2 separate regions of the Mus musculus genome follow, and region 2 is linked to region 1. Evidence: chromatin contacts called from public HiChIP or PLAC-seq data. All regions are on one chromosome and are shown on one strand. The core of a region is the stretch at or near the end of the contact, and the rest is flanking DNA. Distances in the headings are between cores, read along the strand shown. Region 1 overlaps Pdzrn4 (PDZ domain containing RING finger 4). Region 2 has its middle 99 kb from the start of Gm30085.

What was found. HiChIP or PLAC-seq counts read pairs in DNA pulled down with a chosen protein or histone mark.
Region 2: an H3K4me3 HiChIP or PLAC-seq map of embryonic basal ganglia shows a contact between it and region 1, with 8 times the contacts expected there. The contact joins two enhancer-like sites. A contact is called at or near these places in 5 of 484 Hi-C or Micro-C datasets (cerebral cortex, cortical neurons and uterus) and 2 of 115 datasets of contacts at active chromatin or transcription factors (embryonic basal ganglia and embryonic midbrain).

Annotation. Positions count from the first base shown.
Region 1 is chr15:92,446,883-92,453,780 of GRCm38.p6, forward strand. All of the region lies in intron 3 of Pdzrn4 (PDZ domain containing RING finger 4), which reads left to right. Among named protein-coding and RNA genes, the nearest start is that of Pdzrn4, 54 kb to the left of the region's middle. Within about 2 kb of position 5,004, at least 4 of the 459 cell types and tissues checked have an H3K27ac peak or open chromatin away from gene starts, as enhancers often do. A contact at or near this core is called in embryonic basal ganglia, where this site is marked.
Region 2 is chr15:93,097,205-93,104,144 of GRCm38.p6, forward strand. No RefSeq gene overlaps it. Among named protein-coding and RNA genes, the nearest start is that of Gm30085, 99 kb to the left of the region's middle. Within about 2 kb of position 4,022, at least 3 of the 459 cell types and tissues checked have an H3K27ac peak or open chromatin away from gene starts, as enhancers often do. A contact at or near this core is called in embryonic basal ganglia, where this site is marked.

The sequences.
Region 1 (6,898 bases), core at 3,754-6,253:
AACTTCAATTGGTCAGCCATGTTTTCTTGACTCCTAACCCACGGCATCTCTTTCTTCCTCCTTCACCTTCTTTTCCCATGGTTCCTCTCCAACACCAAGCCCAGGAATCCTAAACCCCACCTATGTCTCTTCTGCCAAGCTATTGGCTGTCGGCGACTTTATTCACCAATCAGAAATAATTTGGGGGTAGGGGGGTCAGATAGTGTCACTTGGGTCTATATTCTGACTCTACGTCTCAGAGGCCAGCTGTCAGCATTACAATATACACAAGAGCAAACCTCAACAGTATTCATCAACTAAAACCTGCCAACAAATTTATGAGAAAGGCCTTGACTAAGAGTCATCAAGCTAAACATCATTCCTGAAGGGAGATAAGTCAAAATATTCCCATTTGTAGGGTGTGTGTGTGTGTGTGTGTGTGTGTGTGTGTGTGTGTTATGTGTGAAAAATCACAAAATATAACATGCATAGGCCAATGAAGATAGTTCTTTGTCAGAAATGGGAGCTGCCCAATACCTACCTGTGTTAGTCTTGATAAATCATAGTTCATGGCTTTTGATACTCTCAATACTTCTGTTCTCCTTTAGTTCATAATGCTCTTACCTGCTTTGGTAGTTATTGTGACAAATGGGACAGAATAAAGTGTTGTCAATGGGAATCTGGGTGTGGGCATATGCAAACAGCAACCCACTCATGACTTCCTGAGTGTCAGCAAGTGCTAAAACGAAGCCTATATTTAAAATGTTTGGTCTCAGCAACGACCTACAACCCTTTAACTTGTGGTCTTCTAAGATTCCACCCCATCAATTCAGCTGAACAATAAACATCATGAAATCTCTACTGTGAGAGGGAAGAAGTTGAAACTTTCCAGCCTGAAGCCAGCAGGTGGCAGAAGCAGCCAAGCATCTGAGACGGGGCCTGAAACCCTGCTTCCCACAGCAAAGCTTTTTCTTTCCCATGGAGTTTTTTTTTTTTTTTGGGGGGGGGGTGGTGGTAATAATGCCAAATGTATAAAATCCGTTGCCTCTTCTTACAGGCGCTTGCTGAAAATAGTACAGGCATGAATGTACCACAGCTCAGAGGCTGGCCGGCACTGTCTTCCCTGGTGAGGGAGGGAGGGGGCAGCTTTCATTGCGAACACCTTTTGGCTCAAAAGCTCGGGCATATCCCAAGTATGGTGTCAACAAACAGATGGCCCTCGTCCTCATCCCATGCATGTGTTCATCTGATGCTCAGCTTGTCGAGAGCTTGCCTGGTCCACTTGGGAAGTGGGATGACAACTCTGATGGTACTCAGTGACCATCAGCTGTGCTGGCTTAAGTTAATAATGCTTGTGGTGACAACTAAGGGGCTTTGCTGCTCTTTGGTTTAAAGGAAAGTGGTTTCTATAGAGCACATGGTGGAATAAGAGTGGAGGATAAAATTCACATAAGGATAAGGATGAGTTTTTCTTATGCCTGGCAGAAGGGAAGATAATTTATGTGAGCAAGTAGAAGGTAACATGGAATAAAATGGATATTAGTTAGACACTTTAGGCCTCAGCAAGAAATTTAAGGCTAATGGCTTCCATCTGATCTAAACCCAATTATGCTAATCGTTCTCCTAGATGGAAAAGCCACAGCCGTAAGTCAGCATGCACCCTTGGCACTCCGTGTTTGCATGGACACCAGAGGGATGCTATGGTTCTAATTTTCTGGCTCTACTCAGAGATACGACCTCCCCTCCCTTTTGTTTTGTGTGTGACCTGTTCAGTAATAGGACTGAATGAGTGGGTAGTCCTACATGCTGATTTTTATGTTATATTCAGATGTCCGGAAAGAAAAATAAACAAAGAGAGCTATAGAAAGAAAAGTTATCTTTTCATGCCGGTTAATGTTTTTAATCAAATGGAAAGAGACATTTCAATTCTTATAGGCAGAAAGTTAATGGCTGTGGCAGGCTGGTGTTCACAGTCTGCTAAGCCAACAGTTTATTCACTTTATAAATGGTTGCCTTCTGATATTATGTGAAGAGAGCGGAGGTACATATGGTATGATACAAAGCATTTTTTTTTTTTTGGTATACTTTCCCAGAACCTGACCAGCCTGGCTAGTCATTTATAACCCCATGAATAGATAGGCTTTTATCATCAAAGTCTTACCAGTCAGAATCCCACACCCGATTCAACTTTAGACCCCCTCAGTTACCCCAAAGAAATTCTTCCTGAAACTTTCTAGAAAACGTGGGCAAGTGCTCTTTTTCTCCCAACTCTGTCCAGAGAAATTTGATGTCAACCAAAATATAGATTCAAACGGTGGTCTCAGATCTGTTCAGGATGCCAGATGTCCCAGTCTGCTGTGGTGATCCAGTTCAGCATTAGAATGTGGGCATGGTGACTCTTACTTCTGCGTTAGGCCCACAGCTGAAACACAAAACAGAACATCCGATGTGAGCGCCCTGGCATACGTGTAACATGCGTGAATGGAAAGCATGGCGTGGCAGCCTGTGCACAGCTTATGTGTTTGTAGAGAATGGGATGGAGTGGGTAGAGAATGGGATGTTTATAGGTTACTGGGCTGTCAATGTGTCCTTATCCTCATTCTCTCACTTATAGCCAGCCCAACCCCTGTGACCGAAGGCATCCTAGCTACCAGATAAAAAATTCCAGCCTAGAAAGACTCCTAGGGATCCCTACCACTCTAGATTGTGTAAGAATAATAACCAAAGGAAAAGTAAAATATTATATCTAGGAGCTAGAGAGATGGCTCAGCAGTTAAGAGAGGCTGCTCTTCTAGAGGTCCTGAGTTTAATTCCCAGCAACCACATGGTGGCTCACAATCATCTATAATGGGATCTGATGCCCTCTTCTGGCATTCAAGTGTACATGCAGCAGAGCACTCATACATTAATGAATTAATCAATTAATTAATTAGTTAATTAATTAAACTGTATCTAGCTCTCTTGGCTTTATTTGGTTTCCAGAGTCTATAGTTTAAAAAAAAAAATTCTAAGAAGCTAAAGCACCTTGGATAATTTACAAACTGAACTGAGCAGCAAATACTTGCTTTATCCAAAAGGATCCTTACGGCAGTAAAAGGAAAGGTCAATTGGCCACTTTTATTCAGTTCACTGGGTTCTATTGGGAATGTATAGTAAAGCTTTAGTGGTTTAGCTGGTCTCTGTTTTCCTTTGGTGAGTCATTACGTCCTAGCGTGAGAGAATGGCTGGACCTAGCTCTGGTCTGTGTGAAATATGATTTAAAAACTAATGAATAAAACTAACAATATAGGCATGAAAGTTATTACGACTTTCAAGTTGAACACTAATAATCTGTGAACAGGAGAAGAGAATTTTTGAGACAAAAGAATGGGACATCTTAGACTGGTGTGAAGACCCAACTGTGTGGTGACTATGGCAATTTGCAGAAAAGCACCAAGAAAAACCTTTCAAATATTGAAAATGTTTTTCTATCACTGCTCAGCACCTGGTGGGGAGGAAGCAACAACGTGTGGCCAAGTTGCTGGTTCCAGAACAGATTATGAGTAAGTAAGATATTGATAGCTCGGAGTTTCTCCTTCTCCCACCATGCTTAAGGACACTGCAATATCAGTCGATGAGGGCCAGCCATGCATCTCTGGCAGCTGAGAAGCAATGTCTGTTTAAAACTTCCACCAGCCTTCACTGACCCTGGTGTGTCCAGCAAGCTGAGCACAGTATTAAGCTGTGCTGGGTATTGAGCGGCCATACTGTTGTACCTTTGCATGGAATGAGGGAATGAATAGCATTTCTTTGGGATAGGTAATATCTGCACCAACAGTAGAAAAGGCAGATGTTCGGTATTCACTGGGAGTCTGCTTGAAGTCTTCTGCGGTTTGCCAAAGCCCCCAAGAGTAATGAAAGATAGTGGATCTGGACTTCTCTGTGTTAAGACCTAGCTCCTGCTACACACAGACGCACACAGACACACACAGACACACACACACATACATACACACATACAAATACACACATACACATACACCGCACACACACATACACACACACCACATACACACACACATACACACACATACACACATACACACAAACACACACATACACACACACATACATACATATACACACATACACACACATACACACACCGCACACACACACACACCACACACACACATACACACATACACACAAACACACACACATACACACATACACACACATACACACACACCACACACACACACATACACACATACACATACACCACATACACACACATACACACACACCACACACACACATACACACACACCACATACACACACACACACATACACACATACACACACACATACACACATACATATATACACACATACACACACATATACAAATACACACACACACACACCGCACACCGCACACACACATACACACACACCGCACACACACATACATACATGCACACACACATACACACACCGCACACACACACAGACACACACACACACAGACACACATACACACACACACACCACACACACACACACCGCACACACACATACATACATGCACACACACACATGCACACACCGCAGACACACACACACACACACACACACACACACACGGCTGCTCATACCTTCAACTATGTAACTAATCCAATACCTTTTTCTTCTTTTGGTAGTTTTTCTTCCTCTAGTTCACTGGTAATGGTTATTGGATCTTATTTCTTAAGTCTGACAATTTCCCCAGCTTAGGCATAAAACCCCAGGAAGGCAGCCTTTGTATCTGTTTTATTATAACTGGATGTTTCCAATGACTTAGAGCAACAGCAACATATTTGGGTGCTGTGAAATGGGAAAGGGTCATTATATCCAAACATTAAGTCTTTAGAAGAAAAATCTCATGTATAAATTTGCATTTTAAACTCCAGAAAGGGCACTTGAAATAATAGATTTAAATTAGGAGACAAATTTGTGATCTAATTGGGGTTCTTCTAGATACGTAGCCGGGCACAGACATATCAGGGGCTTAGATGTCTAATTTGTGATTGAAGCAGTTAAACTGAGTACCAACACTCTGTCAGCTCCAAACTATATCTATTGAATTCTTGATGTCTAAAACCAACTCTGCCTTATTAAGAGTATCAATTACCCTTAAATTAGCTTTTATTCGTTACATCCCAACTACTGTTTTTGCATAGGACAGAAAAGGAGATTGCTAAGTCTACTGTAAGACCTGAGTACCATCTGTCTATGCAGCCTGACTAATATCGGAAAAAGGAAGTTGTAAAATTAAAAGGTGCATAAAATGTGGGAATCCACAAAAAAAAAAAAAAAATCAAGGCATCATCTCAAAATGTGTCTTTAGAATGGGGCATTTCACCATCAGAGACAAGAGAAGCAAAAGAAGACAACCAAAATAATGGAGAATGGCAAAATCCTGCTTTATAAATCCATTTCACTGTTCCTTTTTTTGGGAGGAGGGACTAAGCATCACCCAGAGCTGTCATTTGGCGTGTAGAAGACCCTACTCCTCCCAAGGACTTGCAGTGGAAAATTTTGTGTCCCTTGGGACTTTCCCTCCAGTTTCTCCTTTACGCAGCACTGACATTTCTGCAAATCTCCTCTAAATATTATGAGAGATAAAAGTGGCTTTTTATTTGCCATGCTAGCCATGACGTGGCATTGTCCGAGCAGTTCCTCTGAGCTTTACTGAAGCATGTCAGCAGCCCCCAGCAGTAACATTTGCTCCGCCTGCTGCGACGTGATGTATTGATAGGTATATAACAATATGTTATAAATTGAAATAAAATATGCATTTTTTCCTAATTTATCAGCATTACGATGGCACAGAGAAGGCAGCTTATGAATAACACAGAGCTCTTCAGCACTATGTACTGTTGGTGATAAACGTAGCCTCTCCCCTGGCCTGCCAGGATTGTTGTAAAGCAGAACGCATTAGTTCAGCCTGTGGTAATAAATCATTTCGTATGGCACTAGGCTCTGGCTAACTTCTACTCTGAGGCCTGAAAGAACAGTGTGCCATAAGGCCCTGGATGTTTCCTGAAAGTGTTTAGATGAGCTCCAGGTCCCCTGGGTAAATTTCTGAGTGAGCGGCATGCTAAGATAACAAGTGACAGTAATTCTCAGGTATCGAGAGCATGATGTCTCCTGTTGTTTTATGGCCTGCAGTGGATGGTTTTGTCCTAATTGGAGAGCTAGTTCTTCTTCATGTCTCTATTTGCAATATGGCATGTTGTCTCCTTAAAAAATAGATCTCAGGCTATGATCCAAAGCACCTGCTCTTCTCGCCACCCCTGTTCTCTCAGCTTTCATTTCAGGGATTAGAAATCAATGTGTTCTTACTGTTAGTTAGTTTATCCTTTTGAAAGATACAGATCCCCTTCCAGGAACTACTTGTCTTGAAGCCATCATGGCCACCAGTTCATCAGACGTGTTTCAAACAGTGACAAGCTGGCCTGATAAATAGCAAGTCTCAGTTAATTATACATATATGATCTGAAGAAACACATTATATTTTTTAACTATTAAAGCCACCTGTATGTATTGATTTCCCCTTCAGCAGGGACAGGGATTTGAACACACATGGAGGAGGCCAGTTTGCATTGTTTTGGCTGAGCATATGCGTATGTCCTTTAACATGAAATCTTCTCATGTGATAAATAAATAACAAAGATCTGAATAGAGATGGTAAGAAATACTTCATTGGGGCTGGAGAGATGGCTCAACGGTTAAGAGAGCTGTCTGATCTTCCAGAGGTCCTGAGTTCAATTCCCAGCAACCACCTGGTGGTTCACAACCATCTGTAATGGGATCCGATGTCCTCTTCTGGTGTGTCTGAAGAAGATAGCTACAGCTTGCTGAAAGAAAGAAAAAGAAAGAAAGAAAGAAAG
Region 2 (6,940 bases), core at 2,772-5,271, 650 kb after region 1:
GGTTTGGGTATGGTGCAATTCATGGCATGATTTATATTTAACATTTAAGGGAGTAGGGTATTATTTCTTTCAGAAATACAAGTCTAGAGGAAGAATAACACATTAGTTAGAAAACTGTTTCTGATCTCCCAGCTAAATTAAAAACCTAGCTTGAACTTAATTTTCCAGGCAGGAAAGTTAACTTGCCTCCATTATCGGAGGGCAGCAGCGACTCTTGACTTCCTCACAGAGGAGAATCTCTCAAGATGCGTCAATATTAAGCGGAGATGGATTTATTGATTAAGAAAATGTTTTACCATGGAGTAAAGCACGGGTATTATTACATGAGAGGGTGGAGCTCAGCTGGAAGCTCGGGAAAAGGATAATATGTCCATTTGTAGGGGCTTCTGAAGAGAGTCACCCTTCAGTGAGGTGGTGTCCTCACAACGGTCATATAAACAATTTTTGTAAGTTCTGAAGTTACACTGTTTAATGGTATTTTTTAGGGAATTTTTCACTATTTTTCTCATTTTTACGAGATCACAGGGTAGGTCACTGGTCAAGATTTCAGGCTGATTGAAGTAAAATCAAAGGACATAGGTATCTAAAGAATCTTTATTGTGCTAGATGTGGTAGTTTGAATAATAATGGCCCCACAGTTCATTGTTTGAATGCTTAGTCACTAGGGAGTGGTACTATTTGAGAAGGATTAGGTAGGTTGGGAGGTGTGGCCTTGTTGGAGGAAGTATGTCACTAGGGGTGGGCTTTAGGGGTTTTGAATGCTCATAGCAGGAGCAAGCGCTCTCTCTCTCTCTCTCTCTCTCTCTCTCTCTCTCTCTCTCTCTCTCTCTCTCTGCCTGTGCATCAGGATGTAGCTTTCAGCTACTGCTCTACTGCTGTGTCTGCTGCCATGCTCCCCACCAAAATGATGAACTAAACCTCTGGCACTATAAGCAAGCTCCAAATTAGATGCTTGGCAATGGGACCCTGCTGTCAGTTTGTGAAGAGCAACTCACTGTCTTAGCAACAGCCTGGGTTGTTTGGGGATTCCCATAGGGATAGCCTTGACCAATAATTCACTTGAATCCAATCCAGTCCTGCTACTGTAAGACCTGTTTGGTAACAAGAAATGACCAGTTGAGAATCCGTATCCCCCATTATTAGGGGAGCTCACTAGGATCCCCTTCATGTCTTTTATAAAGTTTCCATTGCATTAGGTTTCCATACCGTCCCCCAAATGCCCCCAATTCCAGCTGTCTACCCCTGCATTCTCTCCCTCTACCCTCTCTCTCCTCTCCCTCTCTACCTGATCCTCCTGCTTCCATCCCTTCCCACCTCTAGTCTCCTCATAAGATCTATTGTATTCCCCACTCCATGTATAACCCCCTAACCCTTCCTCTATACTTAACATCTGTGGGTCTACAAGTTGCAACTCGGTTGTCATTTACTTAATAACTAATATCACTTATCAGCAAATACTTTCTGAGTCTGTGTTACCTTGCTCAGGATGATTTCTTTTCTAGTTCCATCTAAGTGCCTGAAATTTTCATGATTCAATTTTTTTAACAGCTGAATAATACTCCATTGTGCAAATTATACCATATTTTCTTTATCTGTTCTTCTGTTGAGATACATCTAAGTTGTGCCCAGTTTCTGACTATTATGAATCAAGCCACAATGAACATGTTTGAGCACATGTGTTCATGGTAGGATGGAGTATCCTTTAGGCATATGCCCAAGAGTGGTATAGCTGGATCTTGAGGTAGCTAGATTTCCAACTTTCTGGAGAATTGATTTCTATAGTAGCTGTCCAAGCTTGCATTCCATCAGCAGTGGATAAGTGTTCACCCTTGTTCCCCATCCTTGCCAACATGAGCTACTTGCATTATTTATTGATCTTAGCCATTCTGACAGGTGTGAGATAGAATTTCAAGGTAGTTTTGATTTGCATCTCCCTGATGGCTAAGGATGTTCAACGTTTCTTTAAGTGTTCTTATCTATTTAGATATGTACCTCATTGTTAATTGGACTATTTGGTTTTTTTTTTAATACATGTCAGTTGTTCTTCAGTATATATCATAATTCTATAGAGGTAAGCTCTAATGCCAGAACAAGACACTAGGTTGGAAGGGAGTTGAGAACTGATGCTTTTACTGTAAACAAAATTTAGTTTTGTTGGTGAGATTGTAAGGTTTATCTCTGGGAAAAAAAATAAAACCACACTAAAAACCATATACACCGAACCTTTAGGAATGACTCATGGAACACGGCAGAAGAAGGGAACAGTATGGTTACTTTAAAGCCAGAAGATCAGAACACCTGCTTTGAGACAGGATCTTCGAGCCATGATAGGGAAGCTATAGCCACAGAATCTCAACAATATGCTTGTCTGTACGTGCATAAGACCCGGACAATGATTATATCAGCTAACATGCCAACACAGAGTGGAGAAAACATCACAAGGCCCAAACCCTAGACGAAAAGTGTTAGGCAACCAGTTGCTGCTGAGAAAGGGAGACCCCATCTTCTCCGGGAATGAGGCTCCCGGTGCATTATTCAAGTGGTCGGCCCTAAGCACGTACACATAAGGATAACATTAAGTGGACTCTAGTTTATATCTGCATGTATGTATGTGCATAGCAATAATAATTATAAAAAAGGTCATGGATTCAAGGTGAGGGCCACATGGGAGAAGTTAGAGTAGGGAAGGGCTGGGTAGAAATGGAATAAATAGGATATACTTTGTCCCTGCATTTTGGTGCTAAATTCTATTTAATGTTTCAGTATCTGACTCCACCAATTATGCAGGCAACTCCAATCTACACAGGACCCAGCACTTGGTTGAAAAAGGGAAGTTGTTTGTCTCCAGGATGGTGCAACAGTAAGAGACACACTGCACGTCTGATCAATGTTGCCTTTTACACATTGATTAACATATCATACGCAGATGTTTGATTGAGAGCAAATCTTATAGAGGGATGTGAATATGCTCATATTTTAATATCTTCAGCGTCAGAGTCTCATCCACAGATATCCCTGGCAGATATTCAAATGCAAAATCGCTAGCTTTATCACTTTAAATGGTTTAAGCCGATGAAAGGACACTCCATTTGTTTGCTCAATATTCAATTGAAATGGAAACGGTTAGTTGAAGGCACATCCCCCCCAGAAAGTCTCTTCCCCTCCCGGGCCAATTACACAGAATGAAAGGTGCACTCCGCGCAGCTCACTGCAGATAATAAATCACTAAATTGGAAGCTTTGATTACCTTGCTGGATTTGATAAGAAAATTAATAGAATTAGCAATGTATCTGTGTATCACGGAGAGTCACATATGCAGGAAAGAGAGACAGGGGCAAGAGGGAGGAAAGAAAGACAGGAAGAAGAAAGAGACAGAGAACAAGAGAAAACAAAGCCAACCTTAGATCAAATAGCAAATAAAAGCTGCATCCAGAAGAGTCTGGCAGCCACCACACCATTGATAACAAATTATTATTGTTGCTGTTATTATTATCATTAATATTATTATTATCTTAAACAGACCCAAGCTGGAACGTGAGAGACTGGGTTTGGCTTCTCCAAGGGGATTCAACTGTCTTCTTGCTTGGGGACAGGGATAGTGTAACACTTTCATTCTCTCTGTCCAGGGAGGACAACTGTTTATAGGAAGCCGCTGCTTTCCAAAAGAATGGAAGATGAGAGTCATTTGTTATAGAGGACCCTCGGTGGCCTTCCTCCTGCTCCTTTTTCTTTAAATATATATGAAGATCTGTAATTATGCTTTGAAGAACATTTCCAACAGCTGTAAGCCATAATGGGCCAATCACTGCGAGCGAGCGAGCTCTCTCTCTCTCTCCCGGCAGCTGCAGAGCTAGCTTCCCATTCAAAGCAATTAATTGATATTTTGTAAAGCCCCTTGAAAGGAGAAATGGGACCTCATGAGTGTTCTTATGGTAGCCTCACCAGCAATTAGGAAGCCAGGCCCTCTTCAGACAAGCCTGAGAAGAAGAGGGGCAACCCTAAGTGTCTAAAACAGCCCGAATCTCCACAGGGCAAGCTTACCACTATAGCCAGACTAGGAGATGCCGTCCTAAGAGACATCACAGGGTAATTACTGATGGTGACTTTACTGAAAATTATCCCACATTAAGTAAAGGAAAGCTTTGATTCGGATATACTTATTTTTACATGTCTACACCAAGGCGGCAATTTGTACCACACTTTTCCTTAAGATGCACTTCTTAAGCGAAGTATGTAGGACAAGAAAGGGCTTCTTTATCCTGCAAGTCTAAACTGTTCACAGCTTATCAACTCAGGGAAGGTGGGACTCATATACCATCTTCTGATGAGAAATACCAACCCCAAAGATATTGCAGATTAACCCAAATAGCTGCTTTTCCTGGCAGTGACCAGATACAAGAAAGTGTCTGAGCATGGGACATTAGTATGGTTTCCAGCAGACTCCCTGTCTCCATTCAATAATTCAATGTAGAACATCTTCACGGACATATTTATGCTTCTACTGTCCTTGATATCATCAAAGGATATATGTCCTTGATATTATCGGCCATAAGAAGGGATAGTACACTGACATTATATGTTTCAAAGTGAAAGTGAGTCTTCCTACAGATATTTCACGGAGGTAGCTACAATTCAAATATTAATTCTCAAAGCAGTAACTCTAGAGATAATGTCATCAAGCGGCTGGCATCCATTGCTATTAAGAACTATGGCGAGGAAACCCGGTACCAACCGGAGATGGAGCGGATGGATATGTTTTCTCTTGATCCTGGAAACCCAAGATTGCTTGAAAACACTACGTTGCTAAGCAATTAATTGCTGGTTTCTCAATCCCGTTTCTTGAAAAGAAAACTGAAGGAGCTCACAGATGCTTAACAACGCCCAGCAATGCTTCCACAGCTCTTGGATATTTCTGAGCCAAACGATGGCACCAGTGGGCATGAGCACTGAGGAATTCCACGGAGTACTGTGTGAGAGCCACAGCCATAGACAGCCATGCATCTGATGCCAACAAAAATAAACTGCAACCCAAGAAAACTTAAGTCTTTTAAACCCATCCTCAAGCTGGAGACTTTTAACTTTTTTTTTTTCTCAAGATTGATGGCTTCAGGGGCTGGAGAGATGGGTCAATGGTTAGAAACACAGGCTGCTCTTCCAGAGGACCTGGATATGATTTCAAGCAACCACATGGCAGCTCACAACCATGTAACTTTAGTTCCTGTGGATCCAACACCCTCTTCTGGCCTCCATAAGCAATGCATGTGCATGGTGCACAGGCAAAATTCACCCAGTCAAATAAAAACAAATATAGATAGATAGATTATTTTTAAAATGATGACTTCAATAATGAGTTTGAACACTAGGAGAATCTAGAGTTATCTGAAGCCTCCATTGTCAATTTAACCATCTTAGCCAAAAATGGAAATTTTCATAAAATTAAAGCAAAGACCTTGTCTTGTTTTTCCTGCCATCTTGGATGTCCCGAGCTTGAATAGCAAAGCCAGGCTTAATTTCTCTAACATAGTGAAAGACAAAAGAGACGATTAAACACATTCTGAAATACACAGAGGTTAAGGGAAAAGAGAACGTGGAGACAATATCCCACCCTAGATGTGATGCTTGCAGGAGCCCCCAACTCTGCAGCTGAGAGTTTGCTCTTAGAATACGTGACCTGTCTTCAAACCTACAAGGAGGTGCATTTACATAAAGTGCTCACCTAAGCGGTTGGACAGACAGTTCCATCTCCTAGAGAATAATGGAAAAGAGAGTTACAGCCCCAGCTTTTCTTCCGACGGACACTAGATGTATCTGTTACTTTTCTGATGCTGTGATAAAGTACTATGGCCAAAGCAATTTATGAAGAGTTTATTATGGTTTACAATTCCAGAGTGAGGGCCCAAAATGGTGATGGAGGCAAAAAAAGAAGGAACCTGGATTGGGCGGTAGAAAGATTACATCCCAAACTATATATATTAAGCAGAGAGTGGGAACTAGAAGTGAGGCGGGGTCATAAAATCTCAAGGCCCACCTCCCAGTGATGTATTTCCTCCTACAAGGCTCCACCTCCAGAGGTCCAATAACCTCCCCAAACAGTGCCAACAGCCAGGGACCAAATGCTGCAATATGTGAACATATGAGGGGGGTAGTGGTTAATTTTAAGTAGTACAAATAAAATTCCATGATCATGCAACAGAGGGAGGGAGGGAGGGAGGGAGGGAGGGAGGGAGGGAGGGAGGGAGGGAGGGAGGGGAAAGAGAATTTGAGAAAAGGAATAGAAAATGGATTTTGCTGCAGAACGCATTGTCTATTTTTATCGTTTTAAAATTACGATCTGATTTAATCCTCACAGTATTGCTTGAGAGGTACCATTCCCCTCCTGACTTTAAACCAAGGAGTATGAGCTTGTTAGCTGGGATAGGAATTTGGAGAGTCTGGCATGGTGCCACAGGTCTGTAAATCTAGCCACTCGGTGGCATAGGGAAACTGAAACAGAACAGTTGCTATTTCGAGGTCTGCCTGGGTTGCTGAGCACTTGCCAAACATTCACAAGGCCCTCCATTCAATCCACAATGACACATAATAACAATAATAATAATAATAATAATAATAATAATAATAATAATAAACTAATTTTGCTCAAAATATAAAATGACACTTAAATTTGGATTCAGGACTGATCCATACTAATGTGCATGAGAACCCCTTTGTGATACAGCATGCTACAACTGCACAGATTTTAAATATAATGATTAATACTCCTTTGAAAATTCAAGCCTACACACAATATATGTTGATCACGTTCAGCTTCTGCTCCTTCCTCCTAACTCCTCCCAGATCCACTCTCCATCTCTGGGTCATTGTTTTTCTTTTTATAAATCCAATTTGTTCTGCCCGTGTATTCATGGGTGTGAGGCCTGTATTAGGGTTCTCAAGGGTCTCA